Regions from separate parts of the Danio rerio genome. Here region 1 is linked to region 2. The links are chromatin contacts, called in public HiChIP or PLAC-seq maps. All regions are on one chromosome and are shown on one strand. Each heading gives the region's core, a stretch centred on a gene start, on an enhancer-like site or on the middle of the called end of the contact. The rest is flanking DNA. Distances are from core to core; before and after follow the strand shown. Region 1 holds the start of mmp15b (matrix metallopeptidase 15b). Region 2 holds the start of LOC141375180.

Region 1 (5,125 bases), core at 517-3,016, 180 kb after region 2:
TACTTGAACTGTAAAACCAAACAGTCAACATTTTCTCCAAACACAAAAAGAACAAAGCACATGTTTCAAGTGGACGCAAAAAGGTGACAGATGCTGCTGTGCCATGACTATTGCTCAGTGAAGTTGTAGGTGATCTTTGAAAGGTGAGATTTGTTTGTTTATTTTAATATCCCAATTCCTGTGTCTTTAGCATTTATTAGCCTAAATAACCATAACCTAAATAGCCAGGTCGTTACATTTTAGGGTCCTCTTGAAGCATGTCCATTGTGTTGTGAGAAAATGCAGGCATTTTCGTTAAATATTTGCGTTGTGAGAAAATGCAGCTTGTTTTAATTGTTTGTTCGCTTTGTATAAAAATGCAGAGCGTTTTTTTCAAAAATGTGTTTGCGTTGTGAGGATTTGGAGCACGTGTGCTGTCAAACGGATTTGCTGGCATTTTTTTTTTTGTAATTGCATCACGTTAAGCTCTCTCGGCCACCGTATAATAAAGCCATTGAAGCAGACAGATATGAATGAAAATGACTAAACATGCAGTCTCCTCTTGTAAATTTCAGAGAGCATCAACTGATTGGCATAATCAGGACACCCTGCACATACAATGTCACCAATTTCCCTATTAGTTTTTATAGACAAAGACAATAATGGTATTGTTTTAAGCATTTTTCAGAAGTTTATGTTTTCAAAATGTAAACAAAAAGTTGTTTGTTTTTAGTTGAAAATTATGTTGTCAACATACATAAATAAGAAACACACACCAAATATTATACCTGTATACAACTCATGTCAAATGTCCATCACATGTAGTCCTAATTGAAAATATAACATTTCTGTGTTTATGTGTATATTTGACTTTATATGTATAATGTTATTATTTCTAAATAAACTTGTTTGTTTAAAAGTCATAAAAAAATTAAACCAAACACATTCACCAAACCAAAAAGCAATATTAAACATTAAAACCAGGTTGGTCTCCTAAAAGTGTGCAGTAATTGATAGCTGGAAATAATCACCTCTCCACTAAAGGTTTCGTCCCCAAAGGTGCGCGCACCCATCAAGAGCAGCAGAAGAGAAAACACAAGAGTCCGTCTCCACAGCAACGTGAACGGGTCATCCCACAACACAGCCATCATTCCCACCGGGATCAGTGATGCTGGAGTCTCTTCAAAGTCCAACCGCGGAGAGTTCAATCAAACTATAACCAAAAGCACCAACAAGTCCAATGCGCTCAGTTTAAAACCAATGGCATGGCGTGTCCTTTCTGCAGACGCGCGCACGGCTCTTCTGTGCAACAGTCATTCGGTGAGATTTGACTCGTACCACAGAAGTCGTCAAAGAGGTCCGGCGCTCTGGCTGAAGTTTGAGAGTGTGTCCGGTATCATATCCCGCGGGTGCGCCCACTTAATGCCCGTTTCATCCCACTCACGTGGTTCCTATAAAACGAATTACAACTACAACCTACTTCAAAGCAGGCGCTGTGCAAACTTACGGCGCAATTTCCTCTTGTAGTTTGAGTCTGTAAACGAAGCATGAATACAGCGCTGTTGCAGCAGTTACTCAAGAGAGATTTGGGTTCTTCGGGCTCGTACAAGAGCGCCCAAATTGTTAGCAGATGACGGCGACACCTGCCTTGGATCACCGCCCTGCTTGTAAAGATTTAATATGATAGTTTCTTCTCGATAAACTCCGCGTTTCTCTCAGTTTTCTTGGACGGTTTCCAGGTGGTGTCCGCCGCGCGCGCGCTGGTGGCTCGTGACGCCGCTCATGTGTGCAGTGACTCGGACTTTGTGCCGGATCCTGCGCGCGTCCCGCTGGAGGAGGAGCACAGCGACACGGACATCAGTACAGTGTCCAGTGCCACCTCCAGTCTGGACAGTTACCAGAACACAAACACATAAATCCATGCATTGCACTAGAGCGCTATAATAAAAAGGTAGTCAGTATCTTGTCACTTCATTAATATTTTTGCTGCCTGTTCAAACTACTTATTTAAAATAAGCCGAGACAACACAGTTCCTGAAATTGTTTTGGGGACAACTTAATTCTTTTAATCCACTTAAATTTGTTAAGTTAACTTATTCAATTTGTGTGAGAACAACATGAATGAATTTTGTTGGGGTAGATTGGGACTTATAGGGTGGATCGATACTGTTTCTTTAAAACAGAATAAAGAATAAATGCTGGATAAACAGTGTCACTTTTTTCTAATTACAAAATTGGGCAAAACGCTTTTAAAAAATGTTCTAAGATCTATTCTTTGAAAGTGCTAGTATTTAATGGTGTTTATTAATAAGTTTAGAATAGTAGTTTTTTTCACTCATGTTAATTTTTTTATATAATTTTTGTAGTATTGATAATATTATCACAAACCTATCATATTTTGTAGCTTCTAAATCACACGAATAACATCAAAACAAGTTGTCAATTAATTTAGTAGGCTACTATGTTTTACTGACGTGAAATTTTTATTTTTCTAAAGCAAAAATTAAGTTTAACAATAGATACTATACAACAGATACATAAACGTATGAAGATTATTAAATACAGGTAAACAAGTCAAACACAAAATAGATAAAAGAAAAATGAATCACATTTTCATTAAAAAAAAAGGTCTATTACGTTTAAAGAAGACAATTAGACTGCAACCAGACATTCAGACTAAAATCTAAAACTCAGACAGACAAACTCTTTTTATTATATCTCGACTTTTGTAATACATTTAACAAGATTGAGTGAAATGAATTAGCCCAATAATGTGACTGAGAAAACCGCTCTATTTCTTGAATGACACTCAGAACTAGATGTTGTAAACTGGTCAATTATCCTTCTAATGTCAAAGATCGCCTCCTGCCGGACTACTGTTTTTTTGCCAGGCAGAAACACTAGAAATATTAACCACAAAACCGCTATGGAAAACTGATTACATTACAGCTTAAAATTGAAAGTAATATATATATATATATATATATATATATATATATATATATATATATATATATATATATATATATATATATATATATATATATATATATATATATATATATATATATATATATGTGTGTGTAATATGTAATATGTTTATTTTTCCCCCAATTTATGTTTAACGGAGAGGAGATTTTTTTCAACACATTTCTAAACATAATTGTTTTTATAACTCATTTCTAATTACTGAACTAATTTATATTTGCCATGATGACAGTAAATAATATTTACTAAATATTTTTCAAGATACTAATATTCAGGCAATTAGGCAAGTTATTGCATAATGATGATTTGTTCTGTAAACAACAGAAAAAAAATTAAATGTAAAAAATGAGCTTAAGGGGGCTAATAAATTTGACCTGTTTTTAAAAAAATTAAAACTGCTTTTATTCTAGTTACATTTCTAGAAAATTTCCTTACTCAGTTAAACATCAGTTGGGAAATATTTAAAAGAGAAAAAAAATCATATTAATAATAATAATTAATAATAATAATATTAATATGAATATTAATTAATAATAATCATAATAATAATAATTTAGATTTTAACTATATATTATACATATTATATATATTATATATAAACACCGCAATAAACCTGTAACAACATTTTCCATTTTAGAGCTGGCGTGACTGATTTCTTGTGAAACAGCATACAGAAGTGATTTGCATATGTACCTATGAGATATACAAACATAGATATGTTCACTTGGAAAGGAAGCACAATAACAAACAAACATATTTGCAAGATCTTTCAAAGGAAAAAATCCTAGTAAAAAATTCTGTTTAGGTTCTTGATTAAACTTCATACCTGATTTTTCTAAGAGGTGTTCATCTCTGTAAAGCTGGTTTGACATCATCTGAAATGCATAAAGCATTATAAAAATGCAGGGTATTTCTATACATTTAAGAAAGCCTCCTTAAAAAGTCTTTATTAATGACATGTTTACTCCATTTTTAAATATAAGACTTTTGTAAGACATTATGTTTCTAGAAACAGCTGCCCACTGATTGATTGAATGATTGATTGACTGATTGATTGATTGATTAATCGATCGATTGATTTTAACAGAAGCAAAAAAAATTTTAGAATGATTTAGATGCATTTTAAGTAAAAAACCCAGATCATTGATGTTTGGAATATGTTGCCAGTTATATTGTGTGTTAAATGCTTTATTTATTTTCTGTAAAAAAGCAAATTGACATTTAAAAAAAATGAGTAAACCCATTGCTTTTAAAGCGATTCATTGGCAATAATTAAAATTAGTAAATGGACTATCCTTACTAAAAGTGAAGTCAACAGTGGAAGCTATAACGAATAACTCACTTTTTTTTAAAAGAGTCAACTTGTTGCTTTTAGCCCTAAAATACATGTCTGGAAATCGCAAATTATTTAGCCAGAAGCACATATGGCTGCATTTCATCTTTAAAACAAAGACTACAGGGTGGCATAATGCCGTTCCTTTTGACACTTATCAGCTGACCGTTTACCTTCATATGGACAGCTTTTCTGTTGTTGAGGGCAGTTGACCATGACAACGGGGTTCAAGTCAAGTGAAGAACTGTTCTAGAAAGCAGGTGGGACAAAAGCCAAAACAGCAAATAAACAAGTAAATAACAGGGTGAGAATCAGGGCGAGGTAAAATCAGAAAAAAATAGTAAAAAAAAAAAAAAACAGCTTTTTTTTAAGGGCATTTTTTCTGTATTGCTTTTCAAAACTGTCGGCTGGGTTCAGCTAAGTGAGTGAGCAGGTCAATCTGTGCTTTTTAAAACACTATTGGTTGAGTTTAAGGAGACGGGTCAGTCACACAGTCAGTCAAACAGTCAGTTAACAGCGGCCTCTGGTGGATTTACATGAGAACAGCTGATGTGAATGGCACTCACAAGAGAAATTTGAGATCTACAATTAATTTTTTTGTATTCTGTTTTTGTCTTACCTGCTTTCTTCAAACCATTCTTCAGTGGACTCGAACCCGTCATCGTTGTCAACTCCTCTCTGCGTGTTAAGTCCACCAGCGTACATGATAAGCTAACTGGACAAACTGGTTGCAGTGGGAAAGTCGTCCTCACGGAGGTAAGCAGTCATTCCAAAAAAGAATGGCATCATACCACCCCGTATCGTTCATTTAAAACATGAAATGCA
Region 2 (5,412 bases), core at 294-2,793:
AACCTGACAAGATGCCCTGCAGAATTTTAGTGCAAATCCACACAGTAAAAAACATTTGTTAATTAACCATTTACGTATTTTGAGATTGGTTATTTACTGCATTATAGGATGTTAATCTGTGCTCTGTCCACTTATGATATTGACATATTGACATATGATATTGACATATATATATATACATACATACATACATACATACATACATACACACACACACACACACACACACACACACACACACACACATATATATATACATACATACATACATACATACATACATACATACACACACACACACACACACACACACACACACACACACACACACACATTGTAAATACCGTCATACCGCAATATTAATTTTTTCCGATATTACCGAAGTCGCATGAGTCGGTAAAACTATAGGTCTTCAGAGAAAATTTGCTCAGGCGAATGAAGCGAACGGGAGGTAGCGAAAACTACAATTCGCATCAGCCCATGCTTGACCATCATCCCTTGCGGTCTGTTGTCCCTACAGATCCAGTAATGTGGAAATGGAGTGTGCTGCTAGAAGCGGGGATGAAAAAGAGCTGGAAAACTCTAAAGCGGGTGTTGTCGTACTGAATAGCTGTGTTGTCGCGCGAGTTCTTATCAGCTGTGTTGTCGCGCGCGTACTGAATAGCTGTGTTGTCGCGCGAGTTCTTATCAGCTGTGTTGTCGCGCGAGTTCTTATCAGCTGTGTTGTCGCGCGCGTACTGAATAGCGGAGTTGTCAGCACAACGTTCAGATTGATGCAGACATGAGACCTCTATCTTACTCATGGTTTGTCCTCTCAAGTGGGGGAAAGACAATGCACAACGTTACCCACTGCTGTCAACCAAGTCATATCTCTCTTGTCCCAGAAACCTCAGTCCCAAAGGAAAGGTTTTTTTTTTCTGTTGCAGGGGACATTGTAAATGCCAAGAGATACCAGCTTTTACCAGATTATATTTATATGATAATTTTCCTTTAAACCCATCTCTATCTAAGTGAGTGAGTGATTAAATGTTGAATGTGATGAGTTTTCGACAATACTAAATTGAAACTTTATTTTTTTTTACATGGTTTAATATTTTTTTGTTATTAAAATTGAAGTTCCTGTTTCAAAGCTTACAGATAGATGGCTAATTTGTATGTCATTGACACTTTTGGCACTTTTTTGGAGTATTTTCATAAGTTTTGTTTTTTCCTGTAAATGATTCAATAAATACCGTACCGTGACATTCATACCGAGGTATTACCGAACCGTGAAATTCTGATACCGTTACATCCCTAATATATATATATATATATATATATATATACATATATATATATATATATATATATATATATATATATATATATATATATTGTAGCGAGTCAAGTAATACCACGTCGCCCTGGGCACAAATCCACACCAGCTGGATCATTCATCAACCACGGATCGCTCACAGCTGGACCTCATCAGCCAGGGAGAGATATAAGCCAGCCCCACACAGGAAGAGTTGAGCTTCATTTCAGATGACTCCCTGCGCTAACGCTTGTCTCTCTCTGTCTCTCCCACAGCCGAATCCAGCTCGTGACCGATCCAACACCATCCCTCTCACCAGTCTTCACCTTCTCCCCGGAGCACCTGAGCACGCACCTCTAAGAAGAGCACTCATTCACCCCTTTATCACTTGTAAATAAAAGCACCCTCCGGGGCATTGTTTGTAACTTCATCTACGGTGTTTGTGTTTTCCCTCTGCCTCGTTACAACTGGTGGAGAATGCGGGCATTGCAGAGGGAAAAATTCAGAAGAAACACTCACCATTAAGTAGAAAATAACCGGTGAATTTTTCTCTGTGTTTGTTACAGACAGGCATCCGCTCTCTCTCTCTCCCACGCTTCCTCTTACTCGGCTGTCAACATCCCGTCGCCATGTCTGTGGAAGAGGTACTGCTCCACCTAGCGGAGATCTCCAGCAAACAGAATTCCATCTCTGAGCAACTTACAGCCAGACAGGATCGACTGGAACAGCAGCTCCGCCAGGTGGCCAGACACCATTCGACTCCCGAAGTGAGTGCGCATCATCATCTCACTAAACTCAGCGACCTGGATGATATTGATGCATATTTACATACATTTGAAGTTATTGCCGAGAGAGAAGGCTGGCCAAAAGAAAACTGGGCGAGAATGTTGGCTCCGTTTCTCACAGGAGAAGCGCAACGAGCATATTTTTCACTAGAGACACCTAAAAATGAAGATTACAAAGCGTTAAAAAAGGAGATATTAGCCAGAATGGGGCTATCCACAATCAGCGCAGCCCAACAGTTTTCCCAATGGTCTTATGACGAGAAACAACCAGTGAGAACTCAAGCAGCTCAACTTTCTCGCCTGGGGAGGCTATGGTTATTGGGAGGAGATCCCTCGGCGGTCCAGGTCGCTGAGAAGGTGATCATCGAGAAGATGATGCGTGCATTACCCCGACGTTTGCGAACACTCACCAGCATGCGAAATCCTGAGTCACTGGCCACCCTGGTGGAGGCGATCGAGCTGGCTGAAGCTCACATCGCCAGAGATAATGGGGAGAGAGCGGCTCTGCCACCCCGGAGGGTAAGTGCACCTTGGCGACCGGTGGAGGGCACAGCGCGACCAGGCGGCAGACCAGCGGTCCCCAGCCCGATGGACGAGCCGATGCCTACCGAGCCGATGACGCACTCGACCCCGGCCTGGACAGCAGGGTGCTCGGTACACCGCAATATCCCTCCCGAAGCTCCCACCCATAAAGTCCAGCTAGAAGGGAAAACACAAACGGCCACTTTAGACACAGGAAGCGCCATCACCCTGGTTCACCCAAAAACTTTAAAATACCATCATGAAAGCAAAGGGCGAATTCCGATCACGTGTGTGCATGGTGATACCCGCCACGTACCCGCCCGAAGAGTGACCATCGCGGCGAAACCAGGCAGCTGGCGAATCGAAGTCGGGGTTGTTCCAGATCTTCCTGTGTCCCTCCTACTGGGCAGAGACTGGCCGGGGTTCGACGAACTCCTAACTCACCACCACGCTCCATCGGCTCGTTCAAAGAAGAAGAACAAGCCACGGGCTCATCGGGACCGCAAACCAGCGCTGATGACCACCGAGAGCGACAGAGGGGGTGAGTCATCTATATCTGCTAATCTATACTTTGATCTGTTTCAACAGATAACCGCAGGAGGTGACTTTGGCAGAGCACAGAGGGAAGATGAAACGCTCAAACACTGTTGGCCACAAGTACGGATCATCGACGGAAATGAGCGACTTCCCAGCCCTCACCCCCTCCCACATTTCATTGTGGAAAATGGTCTGCTGTACTGTGTCGCAGAGAGGCGGGGGGAAAAGAAGACACTACTGGTCGTTCCGAGGACCAAGAGGGAGACGGTCTTGGAACTGGCACATACCCACCCGATGGCTGGACATCTGGGAGCGGCCAACACGGTGAAAAGGATCCGCGATCGTTTCCATTGGCCGGGGCTAGACGGGGAAGTAAAAAGGTATTGCCAGGCATGTGACATCTGCCAGAGAACGTCTCCCCAACGACCACCCCCCAGCCCTCTAATACCACTACCGATCATCGACGTGCCCTTCACCCGAATTGGTATGGACTTGGTAGGGCCTTTGCCGAAGTCGGCCCGGGGACATGAGCACATCCTTGTTATCCTCGATTATGCCACCAGATACCCTGAAGCGATTCCCTTGAGGAAAGCCACGTCATCGGCCATCGCGAAGGAGCTGTTTCTGCTATGCAGTCGAGTGGGAATCCCAACAGAGATACTGACCGACCAGGGCACCCCCTTCATGTCCCGGTTGATGGCAGACCTCTGTCACCTCCTCAAGGTAAAACAACTAAAAACCTCAGTGTACCATCCACAGACTGACGGCCTTGTCGAGCGATTCAACAAAACTCTGAAACAGATGCTCCGACGGGTGGTGGCAGAGGACGGGCGCGACTGGGACCTCATGATCCCGTACGTGTTATTTGGTATCAGGGAAGTCCCCCAGGCCTCCACAGGATTTACCCCCTTCGAACTGCTGTTTGGCCGCCAACCCCGAGGCCTATTGGATGTGGCTCGTCAAGCCTGGGAACAGGAACCAGCCCCCCAGCGGTCGGTGATTGAACACGTACGGGACATGAGAGAACGCATCGACAAAATCATGCCCATCGTCAAACAACACCTGACCGAAGCCCAGCGCGCCCAGCAGAGATTGTATAACCGGCCCGCCCAACCCAGAGAGTTCCACCCAGGGGACAAGGTGATGATACTCATACCTACCACAACGTCGAAGTTCCTCGCATCCTGGAAGGGACCATACACCGTGGTAGAAAGGGTAGGGCCGGTAAATTATCGAGTCCGTCAGCCGGGACGAAGACGGGAAGAACAACTTTACCACATTAATCTTATGAAGAAGTGGGTTGCAGCTCCAGGTCATCTCGTTGCCTTCGCTGAAGAAACTCTTCCCGTTGTCCACATTGGTGAGCAACTCTCACCAAACCAGAAGGCGGAGCTGCAAGCCTTGGTTGGTCAGTTCAAGGATGCGTTCTCGGAGAAACCGGGCCGAACCTCCATCATCCAACACAACATTATCACTCCTCCTGGCACCATCGTCCGGCAAAGGCCTTATCGAGTTCCAGAGGCTCGCAGGCTGGCTATCGACGAGGAGATCCAGAAGATGAGAAGGTTAGGCATCATCGAACCATCCCGTAGCCCGTGGTCCAGCCCAATAGTGATGGTCCCCAAACCCGATGGCACCCTCCGTTTCTGCAACGACTTCAGGAAACTCAATGAGATCTCCAAGTTCGACGGATACCCCATGCCTCGGGTGGACGAGCTGCTGGATAGGCTGGGTGGAGCCCGATTTATCTCCACCATCGACCTCACCAAAGGCTACTGGCAGTTACCACTCAGTGAAGACGCCAAGGAGAAAACCGCCTTCTCCACACCCGGTGGGCACTGGCAATACCGGGTTCTTCCCTTCGGGCTCCACGGGGCCCCAGCCACATTCCAAAGAATGATGGACATCCTGCTGAGGCCCCACCAGCCATATGCAGCAGCCTACCTGGACGACCTCATCGTCCACTCAGAGTCATGGGAAGAACACCTATCCCGGTTACGGAGGGTGCTCTTAGATCTTCGACGGGCTGGGCTCACAGCTAATCCCAAGAAATGCCACCTGGGTCTAGCCGAAGCCAGATACCTCGGGTTCCACATTGGACGAGGTCTCATACAGCCACAGCAAAACAAGGTCAAGGCACTACAGGAAACTCCACAACCCACCACAAAGACCCAGGTACGTGCATTTCTGGGGTTAGCGGGCTACTATAGATGTTTCATACCTAACTTCTCATCCATAGCCAGCCCTTTGACAGACCTGACCAGAAAGGGGCAG

The links. HiChIP or PLAC-seq counts read pairs in DNA pulled down with a chosen protein or histone mark.
Region 1: an H3K4me3 HiChIP or PLAC-seq map of pancreas shows a contact between it and region 2, with 9 times the contacts expected there. The contact joins the promoter of mmp15b here to the promoter of LOC141375180 in region 2. A contact is called at or near these places in 4 of 18 Hi-C or Micro-C datasets (caudal fin, embryo and an unstated tissue) and 4 of 4 datasets of contacts at active chromatin or transcription factors (caudal fin, embryo, gastrula embryo and 1 more).

Annotation. Positions count from the first base shown.
Region 1 is chr7:70,280,637-70,285,761 of GRCz12tu, forward strand. mmp15b (matrix metallopeptidase 15b) reads right to left here and starts at 1,767. Exons shown (of 10, transcript XM_021467433.2): 1 at 1,011-1,767. The coding sequence starts at 1,130. The region is part of intron 1 of LOC101882566 (adhesion G-protein coupled receptor G2); the gene reads left to right.
Region 2 is chr7:70,100,387-70,105,798 of GRCz12tu, forward strand. LOC141375180 reads left to right here and starts at 1,544. Exons shown (of 2, transcript XM_073907457.1): 1 at 1,544-1,684; 2 at 1,861-5,412. The coding sequence starts at 1,924.